2 separate regions of the Hordeum vulgare genome follow, and region 2 is linked to region 1. A link is a contact called in public Hi-C data. All regions are on one chromosome and are shown on one strand. Each heading gives the region's core, a stretch centred on a gene start, on an enhancer-like site or on the middle of the called end of the contact. The rest is flanking DNA. Distances are from core to core; before and after follow the strand shown. Region 1 holds the start of LOC123435949 (abscisic acid receptor PYL10-like). Region 2 holds the start of LOC123435965 (mitochondrial carnitine/acylcarnitine carrier-like protein).

What was found. A called contact is a pair of places that touch in the nucleus more often than the background predicts.
Region 2: a contact with region 1 is called in a Hi-C map of seedling, with 4 times the contacts expected there. The contact joins the promoter of LOC123435965 here to the promoter of LOC123435949 in region 1. A contact is called at or near these places in 3 of 6 Hi-C or Micro-C datasets (leaf and seedling) and 1 of 1 datasets of contacts at active chromatin or transcription factors (embryo).

What each region holds. Positions count from the first base shown.
Region 1 is chr1H:352,063,251-352,067,290 of MorexV3_pseudomolecules_assembly, reverse strand. It overlaps LOC123435949 (abscisic acid receptor PYL10-like), which reads right to left and starts at 2,155. Exons shown (of 1, transcript XM_045115601.1): 1 at 1,032-2,155. The coding sequence starts at 2,027. The coding sequence ends at 1,389.
Region 2 is chr1H:352,519,550-352,524,104 of MorexV3_pseudomolecules_assembly, reverse strand. It overlaps LOC123435965 (mitochondrial carnitine/acylcarnitine carrier-like protein), which reads left to right and starts at 1,644. Exons shown (of 2, transcript XM_045115602.1): 1 at 1,644-1,899; 2 at 2,563-3,673. The coding sequence starts at 2,563. The coding sequence ends at 3,513. It overlaps LOC123435981 (mitochondrial carnitine/acylcarnitine carrier-like protein), which reads left to right. Exons shown (of 3, transcript XM_045115604.1): 3 at 838-1,553. The coding sequence ends at 1,336.

The DNA of each region.
Region 1 (4,040 bases), core at 906-3,405:
AACCTCCGCTGATGGTGCTGTGCCGATCAGCAGACCCCCCCGATGGTGCTGCGTTGCGTCTGTCCAGAACCTTGTCAACGTGATGAAATAGAGAGAATCTGAATTAGGGTGATGCGTAGGAGATCTAGTCATTGTTCCTTTTCTCTCTCATGATGATGCCAAATTGACAATGGGGCGAGGGGATTGGTGGAGGGGGAACCCCACTAATGGCAAGTGGAGCACCTAATTTGCATTAGTGAGCCCTTTGGCGGCCTGCATCTTTCGTTTTTTCACTTGTGGTAAGTTCCAAACTGATTTGTCTCCGGAAAGGAGGTGGTGGACAGATTGAATTGAAAAGGAAAAAAGAAAAAAGGAAGATGCTCATCACCGGGCCTCATGAGAGCATCTTACATTCTTGCTGCTACTGTGCTGTGCGGTACTGTACTGGCTTTCTCCTTCCATGTCTGAATCTTTAAGCACCAACATAGCAATAGCAATGGATTGATCGTAAAAAATGTGAGTAAAACACAAATGTCAATAGCATTCATCACATCACATGATAACGATGGCTTCTGGAAGGCTCGGCTAACACAAATGGATCGTTCACATGATATGACTGCTACAGTCGCTGGTAGTACTAACATATTCAGATACGCACAAGTTGGACATAAATTCACCAAATTTTGCAGTGATGGACACAAACTGGCTTGGGAAAAATGTTAGTAGTGTTGTTTTCTACTCCAGGGAACTAGAGAGGCAACAAGTGTCGATAGCCACTGTGTTTTCATGCCGGTTCCAAACAAAAACAATCATGCATGCATCCCGGAGCACACGCAACAGAAAAACATGACAAGAAAGAGACAAAACTACACCAACTAAACAAGCATCTCATGACAATCGATCACAGTAATATCGTCTCTGCTTCTACAGTTTACAGTAGAGTGCTCCTAGTTTCCACTTTCCACTAAATCATGCAGCCATTTAACATTATACATCATCGATCGGCAGGTACTAATTCTTCACCATCATCATCATTGATCAACAAGTGGTAATTCATCCTCAATTCATCATCATCATCATTGATCAACAAGGCCCTAGCTAGAGTATGAATCAAGCTAATGAACATTGATTGAGTGAGTAATAAGCTGGCTTGATCATCTAGTACAGTAGCAGCGAGCAGAGCTATGAATCAGGGACATGCAAAGTTGAATTCCAATTGCAACCACGGCAGAAAGGTGAAAGAATTCCAAGGAAAGGAAAAGAAAGGGGATGGAGGAGTCCATAGAAAGAGTTTTATTACAGGCAGCACCTCAGGAATCACACCTATTCGAAGCCCCTGCATGCGTCAATTCGAAGCAACCCCCTCCCGAGAAAAAGCAAAGAGTATCACAGGCAGCATCCGTCCGTCGTTATTCTGCCGGCGGCGCGGCGGCGGCGGCGGCGGCGTTGGCCTCGGCGACGGACTTGAGCTTCTGGAGGTTGAGCCTGACGACGGTGTCCGCGAAGAGGCGGGTGTCCTCCTCGCTGTTGCCGTCGGGGACGTCGACGACGTAGGACTCGAGGACGACGGTGCAGATCTCGGCGGGCGCGGCAGGGGAGAGCTCGGAGACGGTGGTGACGGAGCGGTAGTTGCGAAGGCGATGCTCGCCGCCGGTGATGGTGAAGCCGAAGGCCCTGCGCGCGTCGTCCAGGAGGTCGAGGCGCTCGGTGCTGGTGCTGGCGGGGAGGCCGGAGATGACGCTGACCTCGCGGAGGCGACCCGGGCGGAGGTCGTCGCCGGCCTCGGGGTCCGGGCGGAGCGCGCAGCTGCGGATGAAGTGCTTGTACACCTGGGGGCAGTCGAAGCGGCGGACGATGGCCCAGACCGCGGCTGGCGGCGCCTCGATACGCTGCGCGACGAGGGAGGAGCATTGGCCTGGCCCCACGGCGTACCGGTGGTACGCCTCCACCGTGGGCAGCAGCTGCGCGTACTCCGCGGCCGTCAGCCCAAGCCCCGCCGGTACCTCCGGCTCGGCCGCCGGCGCCGCCGCCACAGGCTGCTGCTCCATCGATTGGACTCGACTCGGGGCGGTCGGGTGGGGTTGGGTGGGATGGGATGGGATGCGTGCGAGAGAGAGGCTTGGAGCAGGGTGAGATGGAGGGGAGCCTTGCGGGAGTGAGCTGCCTGCTAGTACATTTAATACTCCTCTATCTAGCAGTAGACGCTGAACCGAGATGGGGAATTGGGACCAGGGCTTTCTCTCTCTACTCTCTCTCCCTCCCTCTTGGTCTACGACCCCTTCACCTAGGGAATAAAAAAAATGTTTTTTTGTGTTTGTGGTATATTCATATTGTCTTGGGATTTTAGGGTTTTTCTCTTATACTTCCTCATTTTTAAGCAAAATAAGTGACTTAAAATGACTTAACTTTGTACTAAAGTTAGTGCAAAGTTGACTCACTTTTAAGTCACTTATTTTAAGACGGAGGAAGTATTTACTAGATGATGTCCCACGTGTTTCCGTGATACTATTTGCTATAAATAATGTTTTTAATCGTTATTAAACTTCATCGTAGATTGTTGAGAGAAGAAGGTTGGCCGAAGCAATGTTGGAAGTTGCTACCGCATTTATGCATTTGAGCAAAATGATTTTCAGCAAGAAAGAACAAAACTTAACTTTTGTTGTATTGTGTTAGAAAGACTAACAATCCAAATATTGTCAATATCTATGAGAAAAATGATATTAAGAAACTATTATCCATGATTTATTAATGTTATACACATCATCAACCAACAATGTTGATGATAGACACATATTCCCTATATCAAATTATCAATCTATTACACCTACAGGAGGCATAAACAATTGCATTACTACTACAATCCAAACTTTAGAAATAATGCATGGAAACATGTACTACAGTCTAAGGTTGTCACCCAAATGGAGTAAAAATTTAAAAAGAAAACAATGACACTTAATCAATAGTACTCCAAAAGAGCTACATGAAAACATCTACTCGAGTGTGAAGATTCTAAATAAAATACAATTTTCCTTGGTATGCGTACTAACAAAATAGACGAGAATGCACTGTTGATTGGTTGTATGCGCCATCCAACCCAACACGGGGTCAGATCTACAGCCTTGAGGCCATGAGCCAGCAAGGCCTTCTTCATGAAGATGGGATCTAACTTCATTCGTTCTCGGTGCGTGCAAACGAGTTAATGTTTTCATCCCACATGAGTTGGTTGGCACGATAATGTGACCAAGGATTTTCATTGGCAGGCGAGGTATCTTTGCAGTAGAAGAAAGTTTTTTTGCCACCCTTTGGGTGATTTGCCAGGTTTATATGGGGATAGATGCAATTCGAACGCTTTTGGATGGTTATGCCACCACACTCCAAGAAAAGGACCACCGCTGGTTTTAGTTTGTCCATTGCAATAGGCGAATTCAAAGAACAAACTAAAGCCGGCTCCATGTGGAGATAATCCTCATAGAACACTTGGAAGTTACTAATGTTGAGAATGGTGTTGGCGCGAGATCTTGACGTCGCAGGTTGTAGTATGCAAGGACATTGCGAAAAAACCTAGAGTCGAGCAGTCTAAATCCCCTAGATATGTGTTTATCGAAGATGATTACTTCACCTTGCTTAGGTCTTGGCTGGTTCTCCTCTCCGAGTGTGCGCCAATTTATCTCCTCCTTGGGTGGGAGCAACCTGTCAGCTTCGAGCTTCGGAGCTGGAGCTCAAAGATATGAGACTTAGCGCAATTCGCATTGACTAGGGGCTTGGTGACAGTCGGATCTGGAACAGATGATGAATCCACCTTCTTCCCTCTACCTTTGGGTTTTGAGGCCATCGTCCTGTAACACATGCGATGGAAGAACAATTGCGGGGGGTGAACCCTAGCGGCAGCGGCACGAGCGAATAAGCTTGGAGCTGAGCTGCATTGGAAAGAGGGAAAAGAAAGAGTGGCAGACGAACCCTAGCGGCAGTGACGCAAGTGAAAGAGCTTGAAGTTGGGCGACACTACAAGAAGGAGAACAAGTGGGTCTAATAGACCCCGAGAGCGATGGCGGCGCACACAA
Region 2 (4,555 bases), core at 395-2,894, 460 kb before region 1:
CATGATATTCATCCTTTTCTGAAGTTGCCCTTTTCTACACACACTAGATGTCATTCATGCTATGTACTTCCTTGCCATTATCCCATTGTATCACAGTTCAGTGTGTTTATCTTGCATCATATCATCCATTGCAACTATGGATTAATGCTCTATAATACAGGGACATATTAAGAAAGCACCCGACTCAGATCAGTTAAATTTCATATATAGGCAGTGGCACCTGTATGTATAACCAATGGCAATAGGGTGCATAGTTGAAAAACTAACTGAACCGTGTCTCTAGTCAGTAGGAAGTCAATGAAAGAAAATCCCTGGCAATTAACGTTTGGATCTAAAGTGTGTATTCCTCTGTATCGCAGTTTATCTGACTTTCCCTCACCATGTGATTCATTGTTGCAGTGCGTAGCTTCTGTCGATTCTAGGGTCACTGAAAAATCCTCTGAAGGATTCATTTCCTAGTGCTCTTAAGGCAAATGCAATAAGACTGCATAGCTAAAAAAACTTAGGAGTCTGCTAGATATTAACTTATTTTTAATCAAAATGTAATAAGACTGCCTGCGCCTTTGTATATATACTCCCTCCGTTCCTAAATATAAGTCTTTTAAGAGATTTCACTAGTGGTCTACATACAAAGCAAAATGAGTGAATCTATATTCTAAAGTATGTCTATATACATCCGTATGTAGTCTACTAGTGGAATCTCTAAAAAGACTTATATTTAGGAACGGAGGGAGTAGTTGTTAACTTGTTATTTGTATTTTCATACGTGTTATTGAAGAACAGTGGTGTAAGACATAGCACCATATTACAGCTGCTGAGTTATTTGCTGGTATGCAGGTTGCAGGCCCAGAGCTCTTTAGCTGAAGCAGGTGCTGTCTCCGGCGTGGCGCTTCCCAAAGGGCCAATGGATGTGGCAAGGCATGTCATAAGGGACGCCGGCTTCAAAGGACTGTTCAAGGGCATCGTCCCGACAATGGGCCGTGAGATCCCCGGCAACGCCATAATGTTCGGTGTGTACGAGGCCGTCAAGCAGTACATGGCCGGCGGCCGGGACACGTCAGGCCTCGGCCAGGGCTCTCTCATCCTCGCCGGGGGGCTCGCCGGAGGGGCGCTGTGGCTCACGGTGTACCCGACCGACGTCGTCAAGAGCGTGATCCAGGTGGACGACTACAAGAAGCCGAGGTACTCCGGGTCGATCGACGCGGTCAAGAAGATCGTCGCGGCCGACGGGGTCAAGGGCCTGTACAAGGGGTTCGGCCCCGCCATGGCCCGCAGCGTCCCGGCAAATGCCGCCACCTTCGTGGCCTACGAGATCACGCGGTCGGCCATGGGCTGACTGACCCAAGGTCCTGGCGCCGCCCTCCGTTTCTTCTCCGACGCGGCTGAAGCGGCATTAAGCGGAGCAACTGAGACAGAATTGGGATCCATGGCAGACAAAAGAAAGGAAAAATTAACCATTCTTCTTTGCTGCGACATTGTTTCTCAGAACCTCGCATAGACTGGCAGCAATGGCAGGATCGTTGGTGATAATAAAGGTTGAGCTTTACCTGTGCTGTGCGTGTGTCATGTGTGAGTGTAGTAGTGGCTGGTGATTTGGCTTGTCGAAATGGTTGGCTGGGAGTGGATTGGCCATCCGACGGCGATCCAATGGTGAGGGAGCGATTGTCTGACTCTGACGGCGATGGGGGTGCGCCTTTGTGGTTTTGTTGGGTTGCATCGTCTGGTGAGAGGGGTGGGTGGGTGGTTCTGGGCTTGCTTGGCATCTGAACCACCTCTCCCTTCTTCCTGGCCTGTATTTTTTTGCCGCTGGGTGGTGGTGGTGTTGTGTTCTCTTCTCATCTTTCTTCTCGGTGGAGGAAGGGCGGATTGAGTTCAGCTCCATTTCGCCTCGGAGTCAAGGTAATTTCTCTTCCATTTCGTCCCCGGAATGCCCGCTCTTCCTGTTCATGTGCAGACCATGAAGAGCTTCGAACCTGATTGGGTGGGTGGGATTGCAGTTCTTCAGATTCACCGGATTGGATGATGTCTTTTAGCTCTTGCTGAATGTGCCTTGTGATTCTTGAGGCACAAACAAAATCCAAACCTTTTTGGCGCTCTAGTTGAGACTTGAGACAGGCCGTCCTATTGCATTGCTGTACTGACTGCGTATGTGTCAGGATTGCGATGATGCCGTTGAAACTTGTCGTGCCTCTGGGGTTTATATCTCATAAGGTTTTTTTTTTCGCATTGCCTACCTGAATTTCATTTAAAATGGCCAAAGCCAAAGGCAGAGTGAAGACAATTTTTCTTTTCACGGAGTAGTTTAGGGTCGTTCCTCTGTGGTTTCACTCTTGCCAGCGGTTTTCGCATAGAGATTCGTGTCTTCCAGTCAAGATGCTGCTGGCCTCTGTGGTTTGACGGGATCTTTTCCGGTCAAGCGGTATCGTATAGGATGCCAACATTGACAGGCTGTTGAGCTGTTCATGTTGTGTCTTATCTCCACTTAAACAAATCAGCAAAGCAAAGCATTGGGGAAAACTGAGCGGGATCCATCCTCCCTAATCCAAATTGTTGTGAGAGCAGATGGGGGACGTGGCCAAGGACCTTGCCGCCGGCACGGTGGGCGGGGCGGCGCAGCTGGTCGTGGGCCACCCGTTCGACACCATCAAGGTGAAGCTGCAGAGCCAGCCCACGCCGCCGCCCGGCCAGCCGCCCAAGTTCGCCGGCGCCATGGACGCCGTCAAGCAGACCATCTCGGCCGAGGGGCCCCGGGGCCTATACAAGGGCATGGGCGCCCCGCTCGCCACCGTCGCCGCCTTCAACGCCGTGCTCTTCACCGTCAGGGGACAGATGGAGGCCCTGCTGCGCTCCGAGCCCGGCGCCGCGCTCACCGTCGGCCAGCAGGTCGTCGCCGGCGCCGGGGCCGGCGTCGCCGTCTCCTTCCTCGCCTGCCCCACCGAGCTCATCAAGTGCAGGCTGCAGGCGCAGAGCGCGCTCGCCACCGCCGCTCCCGCCGCCGCCGCCGCCGCTCCAGCCGCAGGCGGCGCGGCTGCCACCGTCACCGCCACGGCCAGTGCTGCCGCGGTGAAGTACGGCGGGCCGCTGGACGTGGCGAGGCACGTGCTGCGGTCCGAGGGCGGCGTGCGGGGCCTCTTCAAGGGCCTGGTCCCCACAATGGCGCGCGAGATCCCCGGCAACGCGCTCATGTTCGGCGTCTACGAGGCCACCAAGCAGTACATGGCCGGCGGGCAGGACACGTCAGGGCTGGGCAGGGGCTCCCTGATCCTCGCGGGCGGGGTCGCCGGCGCGGCGTTCTGGGGGTCCGTGTACCCGACCGACGTGGTCAAGAGCGTGCTCCAGGTGGACGACTTCAAGAACCCAAAGTACTCGGGCTCCATGGACGCGTTCAAGAAGATCCTCGCCGCCGACGGGGCCAGGGGTCTGTACAGGGGGTTCGGGCCGGCCATGGCGCGCAGCGTCCCGGCCAACGGCGCCTGCTTCCTCGCCTACGAGGTGACCAGGTCCCTGCTCTAGGCGACCAGCAAGCAGGCTGCTGGTTTCTGCACATCCATCGCCATTCTTGACTTCGTTATTGTTCCTCCACCCTGATGATTCAGTTATCGTTGTTTGGACAGTCCTGCCTCTGTAACAGAAAACCAAGACATGTGTGTGAATCGAACGAAATTTGCATTCCTTTTCTTTTGTTTCTTTCTTTTTGCGAGAAGGACAAGGGGTGACATTTGCGAACTGCGGGGTGGCAGTGTGTTTTTGGGATGACATTTTTGCAAAAAAAAAAGACATGGCCTTTTATTTTTTTTACTCCCTCCGTCACGGTTTAAGAAACGGGCATGAGCAATTTCTACTATCAAGGTGAATCTTGATTCGTTTTATTTTTTTAATAATTGTTCACACAATAACCGTACGATGCTTAATTATTTAAAAAGATAATGCATAGTAACTCACACAAACACTAAACGAGGAGTACACATGCAGCCTACTAGTACTCTTAATTAATTAAATAGTAAATGTCACGCGTCTTAATCCTCTTCTATTCTGGAAATGCATGTAAACGAAACTGCGTCTTCTAAACTGTGGCGAAAGAAGTAGTGTATTTTTTATCTAATAATTGTCACTGTGAGATCTTTATTGTGTGACATGTGAAACGTTCACAAGGGTGTTTCCGACGACCATTTCGCAGGTAACATTACTGTAAAATTATCCAACCTTCAAAAGAGGACACCAATATCTTTTTGACGGACGTAGATTCTTTTTGACGGACGAACGAATCTACGTCCCGAGCCCCTTCCACGACAATCACTAAGGACATGTACAACAATGTACACTCAACTATGTATAAGAGGCGCTAGCTAGGATTTTTTTGTTAGAATTTGAGACAAGCTAGAATACGTAGCTAGAGGGGTACTTAAAAATTCTTATACATCCAATTGGCTATAAAATCGAACCCAAATAAATTATAATTGGATGTTCTTAAATGAGAAAAATATGCATACCCACATGCTCACACAATAAAATGACAAATGAAATAGGTAAAACATGCAAAGCACTCTAGTACCTA